Linked DNA regions of Triticum aestivum: region 1 is linked to region 2. The links are chromatin contacts, called in public Hi-C maps. All regions are on one chromosome and are shown on one strand. Each heading gives the region's core, a stretch centred on a gene start, on an enhancer-like site or on the middle of the called end of the contact. The rest is flanking DNA. Distances are from core to core; before and after follow the strand shown.

Region 1 (6,956 bases), core at 3,692-6,191, 670 kb before region 2:
GTGTAGATGCCCGTGACCGCCTGGGTGAGATCCCGGATGGCAGCCGTCATCTCCTCCGGGGTGAAGACGACGGGAACGGGCGCGGCGGAGGTAACCGGCACCGGCATGAGCGGGGCGCTGGCCGTGGTGGCCATCAGAGCGGTCGTCGCGGTAGGGTAGGGGTGGGTGGCGGCGAGGACATGATCGCACCGAAGCTATCTGATACCAAATTGGTAGGAACCGGATCCCTACCAGGGCGTGGTCTCAGGTTGTAGGGGTGGAAGGAGGGATGGCGTGGAGGAAGGCGTGGTCGCTGGCACTGGGGCGCCGTCGTTGCGTGCGTGCGCGCGCGCGCGAGAGAGAGAGAGAGCAGGGGCGGCGGCTAGGGTTAGGTCTCCCGGCTCCCTAAGGAAGCCGAGCAAATATGATTGCTTCTTACTTAATCCCAAAACGGGTCCTTACACGAGTTTATGTAATCCTCCTAATAAGATAATTGGGCTAAGCCCCTAATAATGATAAGATAAGCTGGGCCACAATTAACTGGGCTAAGCCCCTAATATGCCGGTCATAACAGTTTATGCCAATTATATATGTTTATGCCAATATTGAACATCCTGTAAATACCTTCACAACACACAATGGTTACTATATGTAGGGATGAGAGAGAGACGTACCAGCAGCAGCATATGCTTTCTCTCGTATTGCAGCGCTCGGGGATAACAGGGATGAACACATCCCCTTTAGGTCAGTCACGGATGGGCCTGGGCCACATGGGCCAACAGGATGGGCCACACTTACAACACCCCCCCTCAAGAAGGGATAGATATATGTCATTCCCATCTTGTCACACGCTGAACTGGATTTTCTAGTTCCCAGTCCTTTAGTCAAGTAATCTGCAATTTGTTGTTGTGAACTCACATACTCTTGTCTTGGTAATCCCAGCATCTAGTTTTTCTTTGATAAAGAATCTGTCAATCTCCACATGTTTGGTTCTATCATGTTGAACTGGGTTGCTTGCTATGTTAATTGCCGAGTTGTTGTCGCACCATACATTCATACAACTGGTCTTCAATATCATCAACTCTTCTAATAGATTTATTGTCCATAACAACTTACTCAATCCCTGAGACATGGCTCTTTATTCAGCCTCTGCAGTTGATTTGGAAACAGCAGGTTGTTTCTTGCTTCTCCAAGACACTAGATTTCCTCCTACAAAAACACTAGATGTCCATGACTCTTGTATATCAGTCTTTTCCCAGGAGAACCCTTCAAGTATCTCAGGATTCTATATGCTGCCTCGAGATGTTCACTTCTAGGTTCATGCATATATCTGTTCACAACACTTATTGCAAATGCAATGTCTGGTCGTGTATGACACAAGTATAACAATCTTCCCACCAATCGCTGATATTTTTCTTTATCCACCAGATCACCTGATTGGGCAGTCAATTTATGGTTTTGATCAATTGTGGTTGAAGCAGCTTGATAACCCAACATGCCAACATCACAGAGGAGGCCCAGATTATACTTTCTTTGAGAAAGACCTATTCCTTTTCTAGACCTTGCCACTTCTATACCAAGGAAGTACTTGAGTCGACCAAGATCTTTAACTTTAAATGCCTTACTCAGACACCCCTTTAACCTTGTTATCTCTATGTCATCTTCGCCGGTGATAATGATATCATCAACATAAACTGCAAGGATGGTCATTTTCCCTTTAGAGTGTCCATACCCCATGTCACACACAACCCGTCTAAACTTATCAAACCAAGCACCTGGAGACTGCTTCAGTTCGTAAAGAGCTTTCTTTAGCCTGCATAACTTCCCAACAGTCTCAGGAATCGAGAACCCAGGTGGAATCTCCATGTATACCTCCTCCTGCAAGTCCCCATGAAAGAAGGCATTCTTCACATCGAGTTGGTGTAAAGGCCACTCGAAATTTGCTGCACAAGAGATCAGAATCCTCACAGTGTTCATCTTTGCTACTAGAGCAAAGGTCTCATCGTAGTCAGTGCCGTATGTCTGTCTACATCCCCTCACCACAAGCCTTGCTTTGTACCTTTCAACCTTTCCTTCTGCATTCTGCTTCACAGTGTATACCCACTTGCAGCTGACTGCCTTCTTTCCTGCTGGAAGGGGTGTTAGTACCCATGTCTTGTTCTTACACAAAGTCTCTAGCTCTTCCACCCGCCACTTTGAGTCCTCCTTTACCTTATTCCAGTTAGTCCGAATTGACACAGACTAAAGAGAAGCAACACATGCTTTGTGAGCTGGAGATAATGCTTCATAGGAAACATAATTTCAAATATCACTGACATCAAATCCATACCTCTTCTCTGGTATCCCTGTTGTTGCTTGAGTAGTTCTCCTTAAGGCCACTGACTCCTGTGGCTGATCTAGTTGCTCCCCTGATGTGCAACACCCTCACCTCGCTTTTGTGAATACACCTTTAGCTACTCCTCTTGCTTTCCTGTCCACCTTGGCACAGTACAGATCTTAGCCGACGCTCGCTTCCGTGAATACACCTTTAGCTGCTCCTCTTATTCTGATGTCCACCTCGGCGGATCTGAGCCGGTGCCGGTGTGCCAATCTGCACATCACCGGTGGAAGTCGATGCTTCTATCACAGGAGCCACATGAGTTACTATTTAGCCGCCTATTGCTAACAGCCCAAATTTAATGTGGAGCATCATAATTCATAAGGCATATGCTTCAGATGATGTTGCAAAACCTCACAACCTTCTTTATCCTTGTAATTTTCAGGACCTTTTGCAGTAATTGATGAAAACATGAAGCTTACTCTTGCAAATAGTCATGATGCAATATGCCTGATGCTCATGATCTGCATAACTAAAAAGCACCAGGTAGGAAGGTATTTGCTATTTTCCCTTTGCTAGGGAGGAAAACAGAACTTATGTCTCCGTTTTTTCTTCCCGCACAATACGGACAAGGAGTGAGTAAAACAAAATAAATTGACCAATCACATACGTCCAATAGCACAAGGCAAGCCACATGTATACTCGGTTTAATGATGATGCATGTCTGGCGACATCCACATTTCCATATTTCATTATTTGTTCAGAACTATTTTCGCTAAAGCAAACCACTTTGGAATCAATTAAAGAAATAACAGAACCCTTACATTTGTTTTTCCATACCAACTATCAGACACCCAATTCTTAGATGACATTGGTGGGAGCACGAAGCAATGCCCTCACATATGAAAATTTGGTCAACACAAAACCTGGAGTCCAGACAACCCCCAACACTATTCAATCTAAAGATAACAGAAAAATCGACGATTGCATTATATGTAAATAAATGGTGCTAATAGGTACTCGAGTGTTTTTTCACCTTGAGAGTTGAGAGTACATGAATTTCCATCCACATAATTTTCCTGTTAAACCTGGAATTAATAGGGGATCATGGAGATCTCATGGCTAAGAAAAAAAAATACTCAAGTACAACCTAGACACTCATAAATAAATGCATAACTGGTAGTAATTTCAACATTATCGTTCTTACCAGGAATATGAACTTTGCTTTCTTTGGTGATATGAAACCAACTTTTGTCAAAGTTGAGACATTTAACTTTTAACGAGGTATACTATTCTGCTATCCTTCAGAATTTAATGTAGATCTATACTCCAGAGTGAAAGTAGTTATTTGATATACAATACCTGCAAGAAGAAAAAAAAGAAGTCTCGGGTCCTCGGGGGCAAACCCTAGCCGCCGCAGCTCGGGCCTCCCCTTCCGGCCTTCCTCCCCCGCCGCCGCCGCTCGGCGCTGCCGGGCAAAGCCCAGCCGACATAGGTGGCGGCGGGGCGCTCTTCCCTCTCGCCGCGTGCGGCGCAGGACGAGGGTCCGAACGGCGCGCGGGGGCGTCAGGCTGCCGCGGGGCCTGGCGGCGAGTTGGCGGGCGGGCGGGGCGGCCGTTCCTCTGCTTGGCAGCGGGTGGCGGCGCTCTAGCTCCTTGTCGACGCGCGGTGGCTGCGGGGCGGCGTCCTTTGGGTGGTGGCGCGGGGGTCGTCCGCGTCCAGATCTGGCCGGGTCTGGCGCCGACGGCCGTTGGCTGGCCGGGGCTGCGGGCAACAAGGCCCACGATCGTCTCCTCCCTGCTGCTGGTGGGGATAGGGGAGGCGTGGTGGTGGCGGGGGCGGCGGCCGACTGCATCTGGCGGTGGCTTTTGTTGCTCCTTGGTGCCGGCTTCGGTTGGCTTGGGCTGCGGTCGGCTGGGACCTCCGTGCGGTTCGACGGAGGTAACAACGGCGTGGTTGGTGGCGGTGGTGGCGATGTGTGCTGGCCGGATCTGGCGTTGGGGGTCGGCCGACGGCGCGTGGCACCCAATTGTGCGTGCTCGGCGGCTCCGGCGCTTGGAGCTCGCCGGGTGACGCGGGTAGGGTAGCGGTCGGGCGTGGCCGTTGCTCCGGCTGTGGGCGGCGGCGTGGGGAGGTGCGGTGGTGGTGGCCTCCCGGTGTCGTGGCGGCTTCATGGTGGCACGACGGATCTGCCCGCGGCAGCGGCCGGCTTCTCCGGCGTCGGCTCGTCTGCGTTCGGATCGTCTCAGCCTTCGCCCCATCTCCTCATTGCCCGGGCGCTACTCCCATCAAAGGGCTGGTCCTCTCCCAGCTACGGTCCACCGCTTGTCTCGCGCCCGGTGCTGCAGGATCGAGCTCATCTCGTGCATGGTGCAGCAGGACGGAGCTCGTCTCGCGCTCGGGGCAGCATGACGGGTCGGTGGATGCCAGTTCTGGCCAGCCTATTGGGTCTTGGCGCCGGGGGCTGCCCGGGGGTGCGAAAGGTGGGACCTTCCGCTCGTCTCTTTCGTTGGGGTTGCGGTGGGTTTTGGGTGAGGTGGTGTCAAGATCTTGGATGCCGTTGCGGCGGCCCTGGTGGTGGTAGCGCGGTGCTCTTGGGCAGAGCCCGTGCCTTGGTGCTGCCCGGTCACCATGGCCGTGTGGGCGGCGTGGTTGCCGGGGTGCGGCGTTCGGTGGCGGTGAGTGTTGGCCGAGGTGAAAACCTGTTCTATCTTTGGACGGACCGGCGGCGGCGAAGATTGTTCCCTTCTTGAAGGCGTCGTCGCGGCTCTCATTGCCTGTCATGCGGCACCAGGGGAAACTCTGATCCTTGGATCGGGCAGTGGCGGCTCTCCGGTGTCGTACCCTTCCTGAAGGCGCCGCCTTGGAGCACATGGTTCGTCATACGTAGCTTCATCTCTTCGTGGTGGTAGTGCTAGGGGTGGTGTTGCTGCGCTCAGCACCTATGTATCCTGCCCTGGGTGTGTGCGTGTGTTGCGGTGGTGTGCGTTTGTACTGGGTGCTTGTTGATCGGTGCTTTATATATAAAGCGGGGCGAAAGCCTTTTTCGGTAAGTAGTTGTTTCAAGTAAGACACAATAACAACAGACATCCTAGCTATAATAGCACAAATTTAGGTGCTTTAAAAACTACATCAGTGGTGCTTATGTTGCAGGTTGGTTCTTCTCAATGAAATAGATTTTGCCTGTTAATCTACTGTGTCATACCTCCGTCAAATGTTTGCAAAATAAGATAACAAAAATTGTTTTCCCCTTATTTTGTCATTTCAGCTGGTTATGTCCAACAGGCGGCTTCCTTGTCTAGATACATATTTGGATAAGGTTTGTGATGAGGCATCAATTTATTCTGAATGCCCCGTTAACTCTGTTCTTAATAAATTGCATCCCGTCCTTTTCTCTTCAGGCTCTCATCTATCTCTGGCCACGTTTCAAGATAGTGTTTGACATGTATATTCAAAGCTTGTACCAATGTGATGCGAAAATGTCATGGGTGGATGGGACCCATCCACACCACATTGTAAGGTGCTACATGGAGTTCACAGCATCTCTTATTCAACTTAATGCTGAATGTGGAGATGGTCAGGTTAGTTCAGTTACATAAATAGCCAGCATCAGATTCTGCTAGCATTAGCTTATTTCATTTTTGAATGCAAATCTGCTGTGTTTCTAAACAAATAAATGTTTTGATTTTTATTGGAAAGCGCTATATCTATATTCTACAGTATGTTTGTAGTCAATGGCCCTGATCACCTATTTGCACTTATTTAATCATGCACCTGTGTCCCATTCTATTGAATTTTGGATTAACTAAGTAGCGTCATTCAAAATATATATTTCATGGACTTCTCATGATTGTTGGTGCATATGATGTACTTAAGTACATGCATTTCGTTCCAATAAAATCATTTATACCATGGAAGACGTCTTTGTTAAGCTTCATGCACTAGCCAACGCAACCAAAAGTCCGAACTGATGGAAAGGGTTAGTGCAATCCACATATACTGTAACACCCCCTCTCACGTGTGACGGGGAAGACAAGTCAACACGTGCAACCGGAAGAGAGCGACGGCGCGCGAAACTCACGTATGACTCAAGAGGCCTATACGTGGACACAAAGGGGGGCATCGGCAATTTTTAGATAAATTGCACAAACAAGGACTTGAACTCAAGACCTTAGCTCTGATACCATGTTAAGCTTCATGCACTAGCCAACGCAACCAAAATTCCGAACTGATGGAAAGGGTTAGTGCAATCCACATATACTGTAACAGTCTTTAAGGGAAAGCAGCATTTCTGTTCCTGCTTTAGCAATATCATCTTGCCAGTGTCTGTTTTTCTCCCAATAGCTTTGTTGGTTCAGTAAAATACCCTGATTTGTTTTAATGTTTTTCTTATAGTATATCTAATATCATTTATGTAGCTTGATATGAGCTTGAAACGGTTGCGTTTAGCTGTTGATGATCTACTTGTTAGATTTGCCGAAAAGTTTGCAACTCAGAAACTGCAACACCTGTTTCTTTTGAATAATTGTGACATGGCCATCTCTATCCTGAAGGTTAGGTTTGTGCTTTCATGCAAATAACTATTCATCTTGTGCTCCTTTCAGCCTATTGGGGTTTACCATGCCTATGTATTTCAGGAAGCTGGTGAAGAAGCAAAAGA
Region 2 (6,580 bases), core at 1,965-4,464:
GAGTTCATTTTGTGACAAAGTTTGTTGATAGGGTCAGAATAGTGATTTCGGCCGATTCTTTTAACAATATGTGGACAAATAGGGAGTTGGAAGATCTGGATGCAGATGCTTTTACATGTTACATGTTGCTAAAAAAACTCCATTTTTCAAGGCATCTTCAACACCAACCCTCAAAATGTCCGCATACGTCTGGACTGCATGGTCTGGACGTCTTGTGCCATCCAACGCGGGCTTATATCGGTCCGTCGAGCGGTCCGCACCATTATTTTCCGGCAAACTGAAACCAATCGTGGAGGTTTTTGCGAGAATCCGGAACAGGCACGTAGGACTCCGACACCCCCGGCCTAGCCAAAAGACAGGCAGAGTCCGCGCTTTTGTAGACGCCCGCCCTGTTTCCGTGGCAAAAAAATCCCCACTCTCTTCTTTCGTCCCGCCACTCTCCACTCAATTCCCGTCTTTTTCTCCCACTGTCTTCTTCTCGAAGAGAAAAAGGCCATGTTCGAAGAGAAGAAGGTGCAGATAGCGGCCGATGTGGAGGACGCCAAGGACCTTGAATTTGGATGATTTGGATGCCGAGGCAAGAATAATCATGCAAGCCGTCCGCTATAAGATGTTGGATCGGCAGAAAGATGAGTTGGAGGTAGCGTACGCGGCGGCGACGACACCTTGAGCGTGGAAGTTCGAACTACCGGCCTGGCAGGGCAGAAAATCTAATTTTCTGCACGGACTGCCAAACTGGTATTTTTTTGTGACTGGGCATGTAAAAATTACAACATACTTGCTTCTTTTTGTGTGTGATCGGGCATGTGATCTGACGTTGGTGTGACACGGCACGTGTATGGTTCAGATTTTAATTGAATTTCAAAAATTTCCTTTACTATCGGACATAGTGTTGGATGGCCGTCTCCGACATCAGTGTCCCTGAACGGGTCTTCTATCCACGGACAGATGTCATAGCAAATTTGCGCGTCAGCATGGAAGATGCCCTCAACCGATACTACTCATCGCATGTACAATGGTGGCATCACGTTGGTGCTGCCGCGTTGTCCACGTAGACGAAAGAAATAAATGAGGCTATAGGTTTGATTTTTAATCCCAACGCACTAACCTAGGATAACCACTCACTGGGGCCCACGTCCTCCCTGTGCAAGCTATTCTCTTCTCGATCCATCCATCTCTGTGTGCATTCTTCTCCAAATCTTCCCTACTTGTGATCGATTCAGCTATCCATCTGCCCCAAACTCACAGGAAATCTCCAATCCCGCTTCTGTCTAACAAATCGAGGTGAGATTTGGTGAAGCTCTTGTATTTCTCCACGCACGAAAATTCTATCCCTATTTTCAGATTTGATCGGTGCGGGACTCCCACATGGAAGAGCTCGATTTCCCAAATTGCCCTTGCTTTAGGTCGGCCGCAACCGCCATGTCCACAATCCTGAGCTTGCGCCGCTGGGCATGGTCGTGTATCCGAGCTCGTGGCCCTCCATGGTCGCGATCTCGAACCAGTTTCTTTCCTCCCCATTCCTCTTTCTCTCGCTTTTTCATCACTTTTCCCGCTTTTTCGCTCGAGGAAGCCGCCTCCTCTGCAGGAATCACCTGTCACCTTCAGGCTATAGCTTTACTGTCATGGTGGCATCCGAGCCTATTTGGCTGACGGGGCATTACCTTTGGGACGACGCGTTGGCCATGCCCTTAAGGAGAAGCGGCAACTAACTCAAAAAGAAAAAAGAAAAAAGAAGTGACGCAGAAACCGTTTGGACGGCGCCTACATACACGTGTACATGCAGTTTTGAATGGATCGAAACGAACAGAGACAAAATGAGGTGCCGTCATGTGGCGCAGAGAGACCCGTTCTTCCGAGCCGCACTTGACGACCCGCTCGTGTCCGCCCGATCCCCATCTTACGGCTGCTGTTCAAAACGGGACGAGACGTTGGTGCTAGACCTCATCCGGGTCTGGCTGCCGCGTAGTCATCAGGTCGGTATTTGTTTACGAGCCACTGCTACATTATCCGGTCACGTTTTTGCGTGCATTTCCTTTCCAGGCCTGCCAATTACGTCTGTGTCCTCAATGTAACTCTCAATATTAGGGGCCGAAAAGTCATTTCGCACTAACCGTTAGCAGCAGCTTGCGTGGTGGAGAGGTCTCTGGACCACTTGTCAGCGAGTGGTTGTGTGACCTTTTGTCGGTTTACCTCTGCAAAATCCGCTTTTCCTCTGACGTACGAGGCCACCTGTAAAGCGACACGCGCAATGCTGAATCAGTCCCTCAAACATAACGGGTCAAACAATGTGAAGATAACATTGACCAGGAGCTCGTGTAAACATCCGGAAGCAGTATGTTTTAAAATTTTGCCGACTTGTTATTTGAAATCGAGCACAACCAAGCATCCTGCAAGATGGAGAACCAGAGACCCCCTTAATTTCGTCCTTGTTCTAACTGTGTATGCATTCCTCGATTTTTTTTATTTCAACAATTTACAAATCCCTGTGCAAAGAATATTATACACAAAAGGCACATTTCGCACCAGCAATGTATGTATTCTTTCTCATGAAATATTAAAAACCTACTACTCCCTTCGTAAAGTAGTGATCTAAACGATCAAATATTAGTTTATAGAGGAAGTACTTTTTTCGAGAGGATTTAAATACCTGCCACTAGTACTACTACTAGTACTCATTTACGACTCCAGAAAAGAAAAGAAGAACCAGAAACCATATATAGAAACAAACATGCTTAACCACTGGTTTGGACTGAAGCATACGACAGCACTGTCCAAGAGGAAAAGTCAAGAGATGCCTTTCTTTTACCACGAGCACGGAGACACCTGTCCCCTGCATTTTTCCTCTCCCGTAGAATCGTCGTCGTCCCTGGTAATTCTTTCTTTTTGCGCATCGTCCCTGATAATTCTTTGAAACCTGAGGCCATCGTCGGCATTTTGGGTAGGGAACAACGGCCGGAGCCGTTAGCGCGCCGTCACCGCGAGGCAGGCCACCCGTTGCTGACTCCTATGCCAGCCACACTTTTTTCCCCTGGATCTGATGAATCCATCCTGATCCTGCCACCAGCAGCGGCCGAACTAGAATTATTGTGAGTGAGAGGAGGGCTTTGCCATGTGGCGGATTCAAAACCTTCCCCCCTCCACCCACCCGGCCACCCCCATTTAGATTTGAACATTTTTAAACCACCACCACCACGTAATTCGTCCCGGATACTAAAAGCGAGGTGCCTTAATTCCATTAAAATATTCCTCCCCCACTCTCTCTCTCCCTCCCTCTGGTGACTCTGTCCCTGTCGCTGGCTCTCTCACCCTTCCCCCGAGAGAAAGAGAGAGAGAGGGGAGGAGGCGTACGCGAGCTGCTGCGCCTGTGGAGGAGGAGCCACGGCCACGGGGTTGCGCATCTCCACGGCCACGGGGAGCTCGCGCGCGCTGCCATTCCTGAGGCCTCGGCGGTTTCCCAGATCGGCTGGTCCGGTGGTGTTTTTCTGCGGTTTTCTGTAGAATTTGGGAGTCGTTTGCTGGGCGCGGGGGATTGGATTGGCGCTGGGAGGAGGTTGGGCTGTGTGGATTTGAGGTGGTCAGCGCGGAGATCCCGTCGGAGGCGGGAGTTTTGGGGCTCTCCGCGAGGTGATCTCGGGCGCGCCGGCCGGCGATGGCGTCGGTGGAGGTGCGGTCCGTGCGCAAGTCCGCGGCGCTGCGCCCGCGCGGGCCCACCAAGGTGCAGCCCGCGCGGTCCATGTCGCTCGACTACAAGTACTCCGCCGCGCGTGCCGGCGTCGAAGCCGGCCCGGCGGCCAACGGCGTCGGGCGCCGGGCCGCTGCTGCGGCGGCGGACGAGGAAGGGGAGGCGGTGCCGCCCGAGAGAGACGCCGACTCTCCCTACAGCTCCAAGGCGACGACAACGGAGGAGGAGGAGAGTGCTGGGGGTGGCGGGGAGGTCGATTCGGCGTCCTCTGCAGCCGCAACGCTGCGGAGGCCGTCGCCGACGGCGGCTGCTGGCCCCTCACCACGCGACACCAGATGGGGTGACACCAGCTCCTACGGTGCTAAAAAGGTGGCTTTCCCCCTTCGTTTTTGCCCTTTCTGTTTTCCGACACTTCTGGAATGGCAGAATTTATATGGATAATGCTTAAAAGTTTTGTGGTTTCTGAATCTGTGAACTCCTATTATTCAGAGTTTTCTTTTTTGGTAGTTTGATTGAATTCCTGCATTAACCAGCTGTAGAGCCTATTTCCAGCAACCAGTAAACACAATTGTGAAGTGCTAGGCTGAGCTACATAGATACCAAGATGTAACTCCATTTCTACGTGCTTTAGAGCATCTACAACCGGACCCCCACTTCCCCCCCTAAACGTCCGAGCGGCAGCTCGGACACCTCAAACAGCCACCCACCCGGACCCCTCAAACCCAGCCCAAACGTCCAGGCTGTCCGACCCATTCGTGGGGCGGATTTAGGGCTGCCCGGACGTGTCTGCCATGTTGGATTTGGGGCTGCCCGGACGCGTCTGCCATGTTGGACCGGCCCATCCCGACCCCACAAAATCACCCCCTATCCCCACCCTGGAGCAAACCCTAGCCATTCTTCAGTCCACTCCACTTCCAGGTAGCCCCGCACCACCCCCGGTTCCTATCCGCACAGCTCCTGTCATCTCCGGCATGGCTAGCAGCGGTCTGAGTCCGCCCGGTCCGGATCCATCGACTGGTATCTGGCTGCCGGCTCGGGCAAGTTTGAAGTAGCCGTTTGTTTGGCTTGCGGTCCACCGTTTCCTGAGAGGGCGGCAGATCCACCAGCTGGGCGCCTTCTCTGCCACTCCGGATGGCATCCATTGGTGGCATTGCCTCAGGCGTAAGCTCGCATCGCCTGTTCGCACCGTTACCGCATCAGGCGTGCGCTGAGAGGAGGGCTGGCCAGCGTTGGATCCTTGTCCCTGCGGCATCGGACTCCGAGTCGGAGGTCAATGCGCAAGGCCAAGAGGTCGAGGGACGATCGTGCCCGCCGTGAAAGGGAGAAGGTGTGTTGCGTAACGGCGGCCGGCGACGAGGAAGCCCGTGCTCGGATCTGGGCCAAGAGGCGTGCCCGGGCCGCCCGTGACCTTGCTGTGGAGCAAACCCTGGCCGTCCGTACCCTCGCCAGCCTCCCCCCCAAGGAGGAGGATCTGAACATGTCCAGTGTCGTGTCCGACATGTCCAGCTCTGGCGCCGAGCAGATCCTCCTCGACCCCTACTATGTCTTTGACCACTACTTTCGCGAGCACGAGGACAAGGGCAAGGGCAGCCGTAGGTGATGAACTAAACTATGTATATCTATATAGTGTTAATTTAGTTATGATGAAGTAGTAGAAGATGCCATCATTTTGGTAGTCTCTCATGGTATGTACCTATGTTTTAAAAGCGTCCCTAAGGCGACGCCTAGGCGTCGAAGCGCTCCCCCTCCGCTTTGGAAAATCGACCGCTTTGGGCGCCTAGGCGTCCAAAGCGCCCGCCTAGGCGTCGCCTAGGCGCCAAAGCGCCCCCCACTCCCTAAGGCGGTAAGGCGTCGCCTTAAAAACATAGGTATGTACAACTCCCCTATGTAATGTCCGGACTATGTGAACTATGTGCAATGGAAGTATGTGTGTTGAAATCTACGTTGCATGTTTTTGCATGGATTTGAGGGTTTGCATATGAGGGGATGACTGCGCACACGGACAAATGAGGTGCGGGCCGGCGCTGTCCGTGGACGTTTACGGGGTCATATTTGCCCAGTCCGGTTGTAGATGGTCGTAGGTTGTTGTCCATGATACTGCAGTTATACATGTTGCCACTTGACGTTGCAATGCCAGGAAGGCGCCATGCGAAGTTTTGGCGGGAGTTCGAGGAATGTGTTGTTCTCTAGTTATAGACTTCTAGGTTGTTATCATGATGTGATCTGTCATAAAACATTGCACTGCGCTTACTGTTAGGGGTATGTTAAACCCATAAATAGAGCTTCATCATTTAAATTTTGATCCACAAATGGTGTTTCAGTAGTTTGTACTTATTTCCTGTCGTGTCTTTGGTAATTTTTCTGTTTTAGCTACCCATTATTACATATAATACTGTTGTGTCACAATTAAGAGATGCATTAGGTACTTATTAAACATCCAATTTCAAATTGAACAACTTCTGGAATTATACAACTGATATGCCTGTATCTGTTTTTCAACTTGGAGTAAGACGCTAATTTACATTCTACCTAACACTTGTTGCAGAAGCATAGAGTTTTTTGTCAGCTTCCAAATGGTGATTGGGCCTTATGCACCGTGATTACTACCTCTGGTGACGAGTCTGTACTAAAGGTTCCTGAAGGAAAAGTAAGCTACCTAAAATCTGCGTGGAAGATCTTATTATCTCTTTGAAATTATTATAGTTTGACTCCCCTTCTTCCAATTGAAGGTTCTAAGATTGAAAACGGAGAGCCTTCAACCTGCAAATCCTGAAATTCTTGATGGAGTGGATGATCTTATGCAGCTGAGTTATCTAAGTGAGCCATCTGTGCTGTACAACTTGCAGTACAGATATTCACAAGACATGATTTATGTGAGGATAGATCAGAACCTTG

Evidence for each region. A called contact is a pair of places that touch in the nucleus more often than the background predicts.
Region 1: a contact with region 2 is called in a Hi-C map of leaf, with 4 times the contacts expected there. The contact joins the promoter of LOC123046687 here to the promoter of LOC123046629 in region 2. A contact is called at or near these places in 2 of 5 Hi-C or Micro-C datasets (both in leaf).

The regions. Positions count from the first base shown.
Region 1 is chr1A:294,532,672-294,539,627 of IWGSC CS RefSeq v2.1, reverse strand. It overlaps LOC123046687 (formin-like protein 16), which reads right to left and starts at 4,941. Exons shown (of 2, transcript XM_044470101.1): 1 at 3,659-4,941; 2 at 2,876-3,375. The coding sequence starts at 4,557. The coding sequence ends at 3,306. It overlaps LOC123046696 (vacuolar protein sorting-associated protein 52 A), which reads left to right. Exons shown (of 19, transcript XM_044470112.1): 13 at 2,742-2,842; 14 at 5,565-5,615; 15 at 5,698-5,877; 16 at 6,715-6,849; 17 at 6,934-6,956.
Region 2 is chr1A:293,864,682-293,871,261 of IWGSC CS RefSeq v2.1, reverse strand. LOC123046629 (myosin-1) reads left to right here and starts at 3,214. Exons shown (of 23, transcript XM_044470027.1): 1 at 3,214-4,054; 2 at 6,231-6,332; 3 at 6,415-6,558. The coding sequence starts at 3,653.